Regions from separate parts of the Nomascus leucogenys genome. Here region 1 is linked to region 2. The links are chromatin contacts, called in public Hi-C maps. All regions are on one chromosome and are shown on one strand. Each heading gives the region's core, a stretch centred on a gene start, on an enhancer-like site or on the middle of the called end of the contact. The rest is flanking DNA. Distances are from core to core; before and after follow the strand shown.

Evidence for each region. A called contact is a pair of places that touch in the nucleus more often than the background predicts.
Region 1: a contact with region 2 is called in a Hi-C map of a lymphoblastoid cell line, with 7 times the contacts expected there. The contact joins the promoter of ABTB2 here to the enhancer-like site in region 2. A contact is called at or near these places in 3 of 4 Hi-C or Micro-C datasets (a lymphoblastoid cell line and an unstated tissue).

The regions. Positions count from the first base shown.
Region 1 is chr15:94,654,131-94,661,107 of Asia_NLE_v1, reverse strand. ABTB2 (ankyrin repeat and BTB/POZ domain-containing protein 2) reads left to right here and starts at 2,603. Exons shown (of 17, transcript XM_030829303.1): 1 at 2,603-3,930. The coding sequence starts at 3,048.
Region 2 is chr15:94,477,201-94,484,382 of Asia_NLE_v1, reverse strand. The region is part of intron 3 of ABTB2 (ankyrin repeat and BTB/POZ domain-containing protein 2); the gene reads left to right. Among named protein-coding and RNA genes, the nearest start is that of NAT10, 76 kb to the right of the region's middle. Within about 2 kb of position 1,687, the one cell type or tissue checked has an H3K27ac peak away from gene starts, as active enhancers do. A contact at or near this core is called in a lymphoblastoid cell line, where this site is marked.

The DNA.
Region 1 (6,977 bases), core at 1,354-3,853, 180 kb before region 2:
GATATATATATATATATATTCATCGCTATCTATCTTCCTCCTATTCTTTTTCCCATACCACACAAAACACAAACACAGACACATTCTGGGTTTACTTGGTACTGCCAGTCCTCAGGTTGACTAGAAGACTGAGGAAAATTTGAAAGATAAGAGATCTATCTACAGTCTTTCCTAACTTCCTAGTCCCTTTACCAGATTTTTCCATGAGGATTTTTCTTCCTTTTTCCCTTGAGGAAGCCAATTCTTGAGGGCTACAAAACACTTATTTCGGCATGTGTCTCTAAAAAATAAGAACATTTGATAAACATAATCACACTACCATTACCACATCAAAAAAAAAAAACAGTTATTTTTCAAGAGCAAACATCGAGGCAGTGTTCCTAATGGTTTCATAATGTCAAATGTTTATTGACTTTTTAAAACAAATTCAAAATACACATAAGTTCCACACCTTATAATTGGTTATTCTTTCAAGTCTCTTTAAATGTGTAGGTCTTCTCTTCATCTCTTTCTTTCCTTGAAACTTTCTTTCCTTCATCTTTCCTTTCATCTCTTTCTTTCCTTGAAAGTTTCCTTCAAGTTTCCTTGAAACTTTCTTTCCTTCATCTCTTTCTTTCCTTGAAACTCAGTTGTTTGTTCAGAAGCATTTCCCATGGCTGAATTTTGCAGAATATATCTTCATGGTGCAGGTCAACATTCACAGGATTCTAAGATTCAGTTGGAGGCATGTTTGATTATCTACACTTTAAGTCATCAAGTAATTTGAATATATTAATATAAATCCCATAGGCTCTTTTTCCCACTCCAGATGATTCCTCAAATAACCTTTCATTCAGTAAGTTCCCCGTTGTACATTTCCAGTTGAGTACTTTTCTTTAGGTTTGATGGCTGCGCACAACGAAGAAGAAGGGGGGCGGGGAAACCTTTCTGAAATTCATTTCCTTTAAATATATCCATTAGAGGGCGACATTGCCTTTAATATTGTATTTCCCCAATAAAGTTTTAGATTGCATAAAATTTACTTTTGTATTTTTGACAAATACAGTTGGACAATTTGACAAATGAGTTGGACCTCATTGCCTATTTTAACTTCTAATCTCACGTCTGTAAAGTGTGACTGCGTTGTCCTTTGTTAATTTGATCTCTGCTGACTTGCGTCTTTGATATTACAGTACTTCCATCTTTGACTCTGTTCCCTATTCTAACCATCGGGCGGCGATGTTGCATAAATAAAGACCCGCGGAAAGGCGAAATTAAGCAAAACTGCCAAATAAAAAGCAGTTTCACCGGGGGTAAAGGCCATTAATTTAAGAAGGAAAGAGACAAACCAGACATTTCTAGTTCATGTCCAACTCACGGCCCAAGGTCAGAACTGTGTAAAATGCAACACAAAGGAGCCATTCAGGAGTGGGGGAGGCTGACTTGGGGAGAGCGAATGCACAATCTCCGCCTTGAGTCTGCGGTTCCACTGGAGGGGGCACAGGTCCGTTCGCGCACGTGCGTGTGAGTAGCCACAGGGCAGCGGCGGGACGTGCCTGGACCGGGCATGGGACTGCTGAACCAACAGCGCTCTGGCGGACGGCTTGGGACACCCGCCCCGAGGCAGGTTGGGACTGGCGCTGCCTGGAGGTCAGCCACTCGTTGTACCCCAGAGGAACTGGGTCCCGCGGGGGCATACGGCTCGCCCACCCGCACACCTTAGGAGGCGAACACCTGCATCCAGCTAGGTGTTCCGAGCGCAGGCCAGGGCTAGGGACTGCTCTGCCACCTTCTTCTCATTCTTCCTGTAAGAATACTGTCTACCTCGGACAAAAAGGATCCACCTGACAGCAAGTGGTATCGTCACACAGCGGTAACAGGGAAGTCACGGATCCTCTTGAGAATCTGACAAAAGTTGGTGCCCTCTCCCCATAGTGGTACTGAGAAAACTGCAGGTGAAACTACAAATGGGCGGAGGCACTCACAGGCTTCCTGGGGCCCGTCCATTGATCAGATACCAGGTTAAAAAATTCTGTCCTGATTGGAGCCTAGACGGCAGCGCAAAGAAACCAGACGGACTTAGAAAGAGAGGCAGGGACGTCCCTCCTCCCTCCAAACACAGCCAGCGTTTCATCTCGGATTGCGGGAGGGGCCTGGCGGAAGGTGGAGGAGAGGTGGAGCGCCTGGATGGGGCCCTCCCCATTCTCCTGGCCCCCACCCCGGGACGCCTGGCTGCGGAGGGCTCGAAAGCGAGCAGCGAAAGCCCAAAGCCTGGGTGGCGGGAAGGGGGCAGCGCCCTGTAGCTTTTCCTTTGCATTTTTCTTTAAATCTTGAGCTCCAGAGCTATCGTTTCGACCGCTGCTTTCCGGTCTCCACCTCCACCTCCCGGTTGGCTGGCTCGCCCTTCCCCCACTCCCCATCCCCACCCCCATCCCAGCCGCGTGCCCGACCCTCGGCCCCCAGCCCCGCCTCCTCCGCCGCGGGGTTTCACCCGCGGCAGAGTGAAATCTGCATAGTGACCGCCCCCTCGGAGATCATTGGTGCAGCCCCGCCCATCGCGGCCGGTGATTGGTGAGCCGCCCGGGGTTATTTGCATGTCGGACGCAGCCGGGTACCCAGCTGTGCCGCCGGCCGGCGCAGCGCAGAAGTTTGCAGAGCGTTTTCTCGCCGGCTGGTCCCGGACTCGCGCTGCGCCTTGCGCCCTGCGCCGCCGCCTCCTTCTTCTGCCGCCGCCGCCCTGTTCTCCCGGGATTCCTTCTCTGTGGAGGACTGACGCTCAGCTTGTGGGAATTAGAGGTGGACAAGGGGGAGTGCCAAGGGGGAGCGACGGGGGTCTTTCCAGTGACAGCTTCGAGTCGGGACGCCGGGAGCGTGGGGCTCCTGCTGGCCACGGATCTCGCCCACCTTCCCGCGGCCTCCGGGCGGGCAATGCGGCCGCCGAGCCCCGCGACGCAGAGAGGAAGGAGGGTGGCCCGGAGAGCCTAGAGCTTGTTTCTGCCCACTTGGGGAAGAGGGCATGGAGTTGTGAGCGCCCCTCTCTCGGCTACGCCGCCCTCGGCAGGCTCCCCATGGCCGGGACGTACAGCTCGACTCTGAAGACGCTGGAGGACTTGACCTTGGACTCCGGGTATGGGGCCGGAGACTCGTGCCGCTCGCTCAGCCTCTCGTCCTCCAAGTCCAACTCGCAGGCGCTCAACTCTTCGGCGCAGCAGCACCGCGGGGCGGCCTGGTGGTGCTACTCCGGCTCCATGAACAGCCGCCACAACAGCTGGGACACAGTGAACACGGTGCTGCCCGAGGACCCCGAAGTGGCCGACCTCTTCTCGCGCTGTCCGCGGCTCCCCGAGCTGGAGGAGTTCCCCTGGACCGAGGGAGACGTGGCCCGGGTGCTCCGCAAAGGCGCTGGCGGCCGGCGGCTGCCCCAGTTCTCCGCCGAGGCGGTGAGGCGCCTGGCCGGGCTGCTCCGCAGGGCACTGATCCGCGTGGCCCGCGAGGCGCAGCGCCTGAGCGTGCTGCACGCCAAGTGCACCCGCTTTGAGGTGCAGAGCGCCGTGCGCCTGGTGCACAGCTGGGCGCTGGCCGAGAGCTGCGCGCTGGCAGCCGTCAAGGCGCTGTCCCTGTACAGCATGAGCGCTGGTGACGGGCTGCGCCGGGGCAAGTCCGCGCGCTGCGGCCTCACCTTCTCAGTGGGCCGCTTTTTCCGCTGGATGGTGGACACCCGAATCTCCGTGCGCATCCACGAGTACGCAGCCATCTCGCTCACCGCCTGCATGGAGAACCTGGTGGAGGAGATTCGGGCCAGGGTGATGGCCAGCCAGAGCCCTGATGGCGGAGGGGCCGGAGGCGGGGAGGTGTCTGCTGAGGCCCTGGAGATGGTCATCAACAACGACGCCGAGCTCTGGGGCGTCTTGCAGCCCTATGAGCATCTCATCTGCGGCAAGAACGCCAATGGTAAGCGCGCGGGCCTCGGACTGGCAGACTGGGTAGGCAAGAAATCCCGCCCTGGGCTACTGGGGGAGTGAATTTCCTGAGACAAAGCTGGTGGCTGTGCCAGTTCTTTGGGAGAAAACGTTTGGTCTGAGGATAGGGTTCATTACCTGGCACTTGCCAGAGATTGTTCTAAGGGTAACTGACTTTTGGAGGGTAAACTCGTGAATGATCTCCATCCTGTTCTGCGTGGCATTGTTACTATCTGCGGGCTGTTCATTGATTGGGTGAGATTGAATCTCTTGACCAAGCCATTCCTGAACCTCTATTGAAGTGAAACTTACTGCCCCGTGGCTCTTTGCCGTGCTTGACTAGGTCTCTAGTTGCTGTCTTTCCCCAACAGCTGGGCAGATTGACTGATTCTGCCCCCTAGTTTTCCCCAGCTCAATAGCAGCAACCAAAGGATCCCAACTTAAAGACCTGAACCTTGGATAAGTGAGATGGGCGGAGGGGAGTGGGAAGCCCAAGATCTGGTGCTGCGCCTTGTGCTTTGCTGGGCTGAAGGATGCTGTCAGGCGCTCTCTTGGGGGATGGAGGGGTAGTGGTTCGCTCTTAACCATATGTGCCCAGGAATGATGAAACCTGGGGACCCCGACTCCCCTTCCCAGAAAAGTAACTACAGATTGTCTCCTGAGACCTGATTTTTCCAAGCTGTCACCAACCAAGTGAGCCATTGGTTAAAACCTTGCATTGTATCAAATGTTCTTTCCTGAAAAGAGTGGTGGCCCATCAAGGGGAAGAGATGGAGGGATAGGTAACCGCATGGGGTCAAGTCTGGGAAAGGAACCATTGGGTGGTTGCACTTCTCTGAAGATAGCATGGATTTGGTGCAAAGGATGGAAGCAAAGCACATGACCTTTTCCCTGACAATGTTAGGGGGTGTGACATTGCATTCAACTGCAAACTACCTACAAGACTTCAGTTTGAGGAGTCAGCACCATGAACTGTTCAGAATGGTATTATGGTTAAACAGCCTTACAATCTGATTGGAAGGCCATTTGTGGGGGCAGCTTTCAGTGGCAAATAAGCAGGCAGCGGAAGAGGTCAGATGGAGACTGGAAAGGGATAAAAGAAGTCAAAACATGGTTTAACATAATCATAATAGCTGAAATGTAAAATAACACTTAATGTGTCATCATTATTCTCAGCACTTTATATTTAACTCAAGTACTTAAGCCTATTAGGTAGGTACTTACTGTATAGCATTATGCCCATTTTACGGATAACGAAACCAAGGTACCCAGCAGTTAAATAATCTGCCCAACATTACATAGATGTTAAAGGGCAAAACTGGAATTTGAATCCAGTTTGAATCCAGGTAGGCCCCTTTAAGGTTTTGGACGCTGGTGGAGAAGAAACAGCTTTGTTTTTCTGGTTTGTTGTTGTTGTTGTTTGTTTTTCTTACTGGACTATAGCTCTCAGATCTTATGCTTTGTTTTTGATTAGTCCAGTTTTCGAGGAGAACAGTTGACATGTTAGGCCCATTTTGAAGACACTCTGTACCAAACGTGGCTTACTTTGACATTATTGGTTTTGTTTTTAAATTCTGGCACTGCCAAAGGAGATGCTGGGAATTGAAGAGCATCTGCTGCTTAATTTTCTTCCTCTTAGGTCAGAGCCAAGGTCAGTCCTGAATCTCAGTTGATGATGTCACAGCTGCTTGTTGTGCCTCACCCTCCAGGTTTGTGGCGTCAAAACTGGGGACAGCAGCTCCAGGGCAGAAAGTGGAGGGCCAGGGGCTTTCCATCCAGTGGTCATAATTGAGGGAAAGAGTTCTGTACTTTTGGCTGAGGGGAGGCCCAAACTGAACTCAAAGAAGGAAAGGCAGGCTCCTAGGAGAAAAGACTGAAGATCTAACCCTATAAGCCAAACAAGAATAAGGGTGGAACCGTAGATATAAAACAAAACAAAAACAAATTTTTCATGCAGAACAGGTGCCCAGCACATTGAGAAGCTTCTCCCAGCTTTTCTAACTGCAAATTGAAGTAAGGAAGACCAACTCCCTACCCAGGACACCCTGAAGATGCGAAGTGGCCAGAAGCTGCTAGAAAACAGATATCTTCTGCTAAAGGGCTTCCAACCAAAGAACTATTTCTTATCTAGGGTCAGCATTCCTTGGGATTTCCTTTATAAGTTGGTCTTTTGGCACCACCAACCCCCGCCCCCAGCCCCACCACCATCTTTTGTTTTTTTAAATAGAGACAGGGTTTTGCTATGTTGCCCAGGCTGGTTTCAAACTCCTGGGCTCAAGCAGTCCTCCTGCCTCAGCCTCTCAAAATGTTGGGATTACAGGCAATAGGCATGAGCCACCACACCCAGCCACAACCCCATGTTTTAGCCTCCTCCTTGCCCCCTCCCCTTTCCAAACAATCCTCCTTAATTCTTGGTAGTCAAGAGAGCAGGATTCTCTGTGGCAGACAACAAAGCTCCCTGGATGCTCAGAGCCAAAGTGTCTCCCTCTGTACATTCTCGGGTCTCCAGGGAACTCTCTTGCAGGCGAGGTGACCATTCACTTCCACTTAGCAACTGGATGCTCATTTTTTATAAATGAAAACCAGGGGATGGCCACATTAAACAATAAGCAGCCTGATTTATTAAGTCCCTTTAGACAAAGTGAAATGAATGTTTAGTAGAGGGGCAATGAATTACTTATGCCTGAAAGCTGGCTTCAGAGGGAAGCATAAACTGCTTAGGAACAAAATGGAGTGGTCCAAACCTTTGTTATATTAAAATTACCCGAAGGCCAGCAAGGTTACAGTTTACACAGCTGAAGACCAACTGGGGAATGACTGCGTATGGGAAGGAGAGTGCTGGTTAGAATTCTTGTCCTGCTGGTCTTCCCTTTAAATTATATATTTGTTGTTGTTATGCCTGCTAATTATACAGCATGGGCACATGCATTTGAGTCAGCTATATAGGGCATTTAAACTTAATGTCTTCCAACTAAGAATTTAAGGGCCCTAATCCATCTATTCCTGTCCATTACTCAGAATGCAGGACAAATATGGTTT
Region 2 (7,182 bases), core at 438-2,937:
CTGAGAAATGAGGCAGATGTCCTGGCCTTGCAGGGCTAGGAGCCCTCCCTGCCGTGTGGGAAAGCGAGGAGGGGTGGAGGCCCGCGCGCAGTCTCCGCTGGAATCTGTACCATCTCACCCACACGAGATGCTGCCCTGGAACCAGGCCTGGTTCCCAAGGACAGATGGCTGTGTACCCTCCACTGAGGCTCAGACACGGTAACATCTGCAGAACCACAGCCACCTTTTCCTATTCCTGGTGACAGCTCCATCCCTACATCCTAGCTGCCTTCCCAGAAGCCGCCTTGGCCCCGGGCTGCCGTGCTTCCCCTAAGAAGTTGTTGCATTTGGAACGCTCTCCTGTGAAATAGCTGTCTTTTTACTGGGGAATTATTTCCTTTTTTTTCTGAAAAGAACTCTTTGCCAATACCCAAGCCAGCTCAAGCTTCTAGGAATTAAAGACGAAGCAGTTCCCCCTTTCGTTAGAGTGCTCTGGAGCCCTTCATGAACAGTCCTGGAGGCCGGGCGCGGCAGCTCACGCCTGCAACATAGACCTGTCTCTACAAAAAAAACACTTTAAAAATTAGCCAGGCATTGTGGCGGAGGTGGGAGGATCGCTTAAGCCCAGCAAGCAGGTTGAGGCTGCAGTGACCCTTAATCGCACCACTGCACTCCAGCCTGGGCAACAGAGGGAAACTCCCCTGTTTTTTTGTTTTTTTTTTGTTTGTTTTGTTTTTTTGTTTTTGTTTTTTAAAAAAATACATCCTGGAGTAAGAGCAGCCCCTGAAACCATGTTAGCAGTTGGAGGACTTTGCCTCCAGGAGTGAGAAACGTGCCTTGTGTTTATAAATTCAAAAATGGAGTTTCTAACACCGGCTTCTGTGCGGAGATATGGGGAAACATCAGTGAGCAAAAATGCCTCTGCCTTCAGAGAAGATACAGTCCAGAGGAGAGACCGTACAAAACCATACCAACCGAGTCATTGCAAATTGGACGAGGGCTGTGCAGGCACTAAGGTAGGGCTGAGTGCTGGAGGGCAGAGGGAGGCCTGCTTCTGAGGGGGTGACCAGGAGCACCTCCCCCTGCCTGCAGACAGCATGAGCCCGGCAGCAGGCCACCGTGGGCAGTCTCTCTAGCCGAGGACAGTACGATGACCATATGTTCTGGTGTGCCCAGCCCAGTTCTGGTTTACACCCGGTAGTCCCAGTGCTGGTGGTAGCTCCCTTTTTCCCTCTCAGAAGTCATCCAGCTGGGCACGGTGGCTCACGCCTGCCATCCCAGCACTTTGGGATGCCAAGGTAGGCAGTTGGCTTGAGCCCAGGGGTTCAAGACCAGCCTGGGCAACATGGTGAAACCTCGCCTTACAAAGAACACAAAAATTAGCCGAGTCTGGTGGCACACACCTGTAGTCCCAGCTACTTGGGAGGATGAGACAGGAGAATCACACGAGCAGAAGAGGCTGAGGCTACAGTGAGATGTGATTGTGCCACTACACCTCCAGCCTGGGCGACAGAGCAAGACTCTGACTCAAAGGGAAAAAAGTCATCCAGTTTGCATGACAAATTGTGGTTACTGTGCCTAATACACATCATCCCTAAGATGAAGGAGATGGGCCAACACCAGGTGAAGAATCTGAGTGGCTGTGGAATGTGGTCTTCAGAAGCTTAGACTCAGGGACACTGCCCAGGTTCATATCCCAGCTCTGCTCCTTGGCAGGTGCATGACATAGGGCGAGTGACCTCACCTCTCTGGCCCTCAGTTTCCCCATGTATAAAAAGGAAATAATAATAGTACCTACTACATCAGGCGGCTCTAAGAAGCAGATGAGCCACTAGATGTCCAGGGCACTGTGGCAGCTGCTTAGTAAACGCTCCAGAAATGTTAGCTGTTTGCATTTTTCTGTTACTCCTGGAGGCCCTGATTGTCACATGGTGGGCCTCCCATCTCACTGCTAACAAACTCTCAGGCTCCTGTGGAGACCTGAAGGGCGACCCCTGGGGAGAGACAAGGGAAGTCACCCAGAGCTAGTCATGACTTGGTTGGCTCTAAATTTCTGTCCCTACGTGTATCTGGGCAAGCTCCGTCTAGTGCCTCTAATCTGTACCAGATGAGTTTTAATAGGAAAAGTGTATTTCCCCCCCCAGAGAGCCCAATGCCCCACCTCAAGCAGAAGTCACCTGGGCACAAGTGGAGATTCTGCTGTGGGCTCAGCTGTGGTTCAGAGGCAGCCTGGCTGCTGGAGGAGATGAGGCTGGGGGTCCGAAGAGGGAACCATGCCCACTCTGCCTCCAAGCCACGCCAAACCATTCTGGTTTACCCAGCAGTTCTAGAAAAATAATGAGTACAAGATGTGAGCTGGACTAGAACTGTTTCTTTTGTGCAGAGTGAATCTGACTTAGCGGGACGATGTTGGTTTTTTATCCTACATGGAGATTGTGGCTTGGTATTAGGCCATGGTGGCTGTGTGGAAATCTCAGGGAAGCTATGGTGAGGGCCTCATTGCTGGCCCTGCAGAGCCAGCCCTGACCTTCCCAAAGAAGACTGTTTGTGGAGCCGTCACTTGCTTAGGAAAAGCTTGGCATCTTTGCAAGTTCCCGACAGTGCCACTTGGCACCCCCAGCCCCAGCCCAGACAAGACAGGGAGGGGCGTGGGAGCAGTGTGTTTCACGGCACGATCCACGAGAAAGGGTGAGTCTAGGGGAATGTGACCCCATTCAACCCCAGTGCTTGGCTCTGACTCCCACTGAAGGTGGGGCAAAGTTAGTGGAAGAATTTAGGGCTGCAGGTGGGAACCACGGGGGCCACCCTCTCCCTTGATCGTCATCTCTTGCCTGTCCTTTCCTGGACTCCCAGGGTGCTTGCAGGTGGGGCAGGCCACGGGTGATGGAGAGCTCTCTTGGAAGCAAGCCTGTGGCACAGTGTACCTCCCAGCCCTGGGAGCCGGGCCTGCACCCCAGAACGTTGTGTGCTCATACCCACCCTGTCTTCCCAGAGCTAAGCTTGGGCCTGGTCTCGAGGCCCTTCTTAGCTTGTGGGTGTGTGCAGGGTCTGCCTGAGTCTTTGTATCCAGCTCCTCCTGGGTGGATGGAGAAGGGCACAAACCTGCTGGCCTCATATGCTCAGCCTGCCAGGATGGGAACAGAGACCTGGGGCCTGTGCTTGGGCCCCGGGTCATGTGGCCTCTAGTTACAGGCCTGTGCCCCATCTGCCAACCTGACTTACTCTGAGGCCCCTGCCTACCCCAGGGAAGAACAGAGCGTGCTTTGAGCTGGAAACTGGAGGGGTTTCCTGTTCCATGTTGTTAAGATACCGCGTATAGGACTGTAATCCCAATAAATCACATGCTTGCTGAATGCAACAAGATTGTTGTTGTTGTTGTTGTTGTTTTTCTTTTTTTTTTTTTTTTTTTTTTTTTTTTGAGACGGAGTCTTGCTCTGTGCCCCAGGCTGGAGTGCAGTGGCGCGATCTCGGCTCACTGCAAGCTCCACCTCCCGGGTTCACGCCATTCTCCTGCCTCAGCCTCCCCAGTAGCTGGGACTACAGGCGCCCGCCAACACACCCGGCTAATTTTTTGTATTTTTAGTAGAGACAGGGTTTCACTGTGTTAGCCAGGATGGTCTCGATCTCCTGACCTCGTGATCCGCCCGCCTCGGCCTCCCAAAGTGCTGGGATTACAGGCTTGAGCCACCGCGCCCGGCCTGTTGTTGTTTTTCCAGGCTACAGGGATCTCTTAAAACCAAGGCCTTGGCTGGGCGCGGTGGCTCACGCCCATAATCCCAGCACTTTGGGAGGCCGAGGCGGGCGAATCAGGAGGTCAAGAGATTGAGACAATCTTGGCCAACATGGTGAAACCCTGTCTCTACTAAAAACACAAAAATTTGCTGGGCATGGTGGTGTGTGCCTATAGTCCCAGCTACTCAGGAGGCTGAGGCAGGAGGATCACTTGCATCCTGGAGGCGGAGGTTGCAGTGGGCCGAGATCGTGCCACCTCACTCCGGCCTGGGTGACAGAGCAAGACTCCGTCTTAAAACAAAACAAAATAAAACAAAACAAACCAAGGCCTTAAGAAGCTTATTCTCTTTCATTTTTTAAAGGGGGAAAAATAGCTTTCTCAGTCCTGGTTCCATTGAGGAGCCTTAGGAGACCCTTGGATTGAACAATCAGGCTCACCTGTATGATTAACTTAATGGTAGATGAGAGAGACTCTTATGGCACCTGGGTCTAGCATCTCTATTGCAGCTGAATTGGCCGTGTAACCTTGAGCAAGGCGCTTAGCCTCTCTGGGTTTCCTTTTCCTCCTCTAGCAATGAGAGGAGGTGGTCAGGGAATTCCCATGCTTCTCGTATAAAAAGACCCATTTCCACTGGCCTACTTCGTGTGCTCCCCTTTATGTATACAAAGACAAATGCTACCAGAAAGCCACTGACCTTTTTAAGTGGCTTTGTCCATCTCTGGGATTTGTCTGCATGTATGTATGTGACGGTATTTAGGTTAGGCCTTTGGGCTGTTTGCAGCATTTGAGGACAGATCAGGGGTTGCTGATCCCTTGAAGTAATTCTCTGCTCACCCACCCTCGCCACCACACACGTTCATGACCCAAGGCCTCTGGGTCTGTGTTCCTTGCTGTTGCCCCTTCCGTTGTGTGAGTTTTTTCACTGCCAAGGCCAAGAGGCTGCACTGCCAGAAACAGCTTCCAGCTCACACTCGACATAGTGGTTGCATTTGTTTTCTCTGTTTTATGAGCTGGGATGGAGTGGGTGGTGGGCAGCCTGCTGGCAGACTTTTGCAGGCTTTACATGTTTATACTTGCTGTGGGGGGAGGGCAAAAAGTTGGCTGGACTTTCAGAAAGCTGGAGCTGAGGCATTTAATAGAACCAGATTCCTATAGCCCTTTTTGCTATTATATATTTTCTCTGTCAACAGACACTAAACTAGTAATAACAGTTAACATTTATGGAGAAGTTACCATGGTCCAAATATGATGCTAAGTATTTTACATGCATGCTCCTAGCTGTTTTGTGAGGTGGTCCTATTATTTATACCCATTTTGCTGATGGAACAACTGAGACCGGGAGAGGTGAAGTAACTTGCATAGACCCACATAGCTGAACTCATTGGGAATACACTGGATTCCAACCCAGGCCATCTCCCTCGGGAGTCCATGCCCTTGGTCACCATGCAGTAGGTACAGCTACTATCATATGGAGTTTGTGAAATAAAAGCAAAAGGGCCCTCACAATGAAAGGAGTTAAAAACCACGAACTTTGGCAATTTCTTCTTTAATATAAAATATGGCCCACAGAGGATGATGATCTGCCCAAGGTTATAGAGCAAGTCCAGTTGTATAAAAGAAACTAGAACTTTCTCCCAGTGAGGATGCCACAGGGAAGGGGTCTAGGACCTTCGGATCCCTTTGCCAGGAGCATGCATGCAAGCCATACACCACTCTAGGATTCACCAGACCGTGTGCCACCAGGGGCAAAATGCCAGCTCCGTGCCAGTGCCGCCTGCCAGCTTTGTCCTAGCCATCAGCTGTGGTCTTCCACAGCAACAGTCCTCAAAGTGTGGTCCACGGACCCCTGAGGTCCCAGGGACTCTTACCAGGAGTCCACAGGGCCAAAACTATTTTCATAACAGAAGTTATTTGCCTTTTCATTCTTGTTTTCTCACAAGTATCAAGGAGACTTTTCTGGAAGCTGTGTGATATCATGACATCATCACTCGGATGGCAAATGGGACATGAGCTTGTGTGTTCATGTGTTTAATATTTTCTCAGTTTTAATTTCTGATACAGCCAGTATCCGTAGAATAACACACATAAACAAAAGCTCTTTGAGGTCCTCAGTAATTTTTTTTTTTTTTTTTTTTTTTTTGAGATGCAGTTTCACTCTGTCGCCCAGGCTGGAGTGCAGTGATGTGGTGTGATCTTGGCTCAATGCAACCTCCACCTTCTGGGCTCAAGCAATTCTCCTGCCTTGGCCTCCTGAGTAGCTGGGACTACAGGTGTGTGCCACCACACCCTGCTAATTTTTGTATTTTTAGTAGAGATGGGGTTTTGCGAAGTTGGTCAGGCTGGTCTCAAACTCCTGACTTCCAGTGATCCGCCCACCTCAGCCTTCCAAAGTGCTGGGATTACATGTGTCAGCTGCCATGCCCGACCAACTTTTAAGAGTATATATAGGGTCCTGAGACCAGGGAAACAATTGAGAACCACTATTCTGAGGTATCAGATCCAGCTAAGGAAAAATTCAGCAGGCAGAAAGGCTGAACAAAGGGAGCTTTTTCAGCCCCGACCCGGTCTCCTGGCTCTGGCCCTGCAGATATCTGCATTCGGGCATGGAACGGCCAAGCGCGGCCTACGGGATACGCAATAAGCGGGGAATGAGGACTTCTCTGGGATCTTGGGGATAGTGCACACATCAGCCATTCTCAGCCTTGCTCCTTCAGGCCCTTTCACCCTGCAGTTCGCACACAGCCACGCTGTTGCAGATGGGAGTTTTTAGAGGGGTTTTCCAGAATGGCCAGACATGCAGGTCCAGCTCGTCTCAGCCTGCCCAGCAGACTCCATGGAATTACCAGGAAGGAAACAGCAGCTTGGAACCCACAGCCCATGGAAGACATGTTCCTGAGAAAGTCCATGAATTACTTCTCTTTTTACCTTCCCACAGATTCCAGGCCAGGGAGGTGGGTGGGCCAAGGAGAAAGGCCTGAAGGGGTCAGTTTGGGGGCCGGCACAGCCTTGTTTGTACATGTGGGCACCAGCCACCTCCCCAGAGGCAGAGGGCTAATCTAGATTTCTGTATATTGAAAGTATTAATCAGTTTTCAATTCAGGAAGCAGCATTCTAGGTATTGTAAGCAGGAGATGATTTAATGCAGGGGGTTGGGGGTTCACAGAATCACTGGAGGAGCTCGTGGAGCAGGGTGTAGGCTGAGCATCCAGGAATGACGAATTCGCCCATTAGGGGAACTGCTCCCTGAGACAGCGCCTGGAACTGTGAGTTTGAACACCACCTCTGGAGCTGCAGTTCAGAAGTAAAGCTGGAATCCAGAAGGCGTTGCAGCCAGGCACGGTGCCTCATGCCTGTAATCCCAGCATTTTGGGGGCTGAGGTTGGCAGATTGCTTGAGCTTAGGAGTCGAGACCAGCCTGGGCAACATGGTGAAACCCCGTCTCTGCTAAAAATACAAAAAATTAGCCAGGC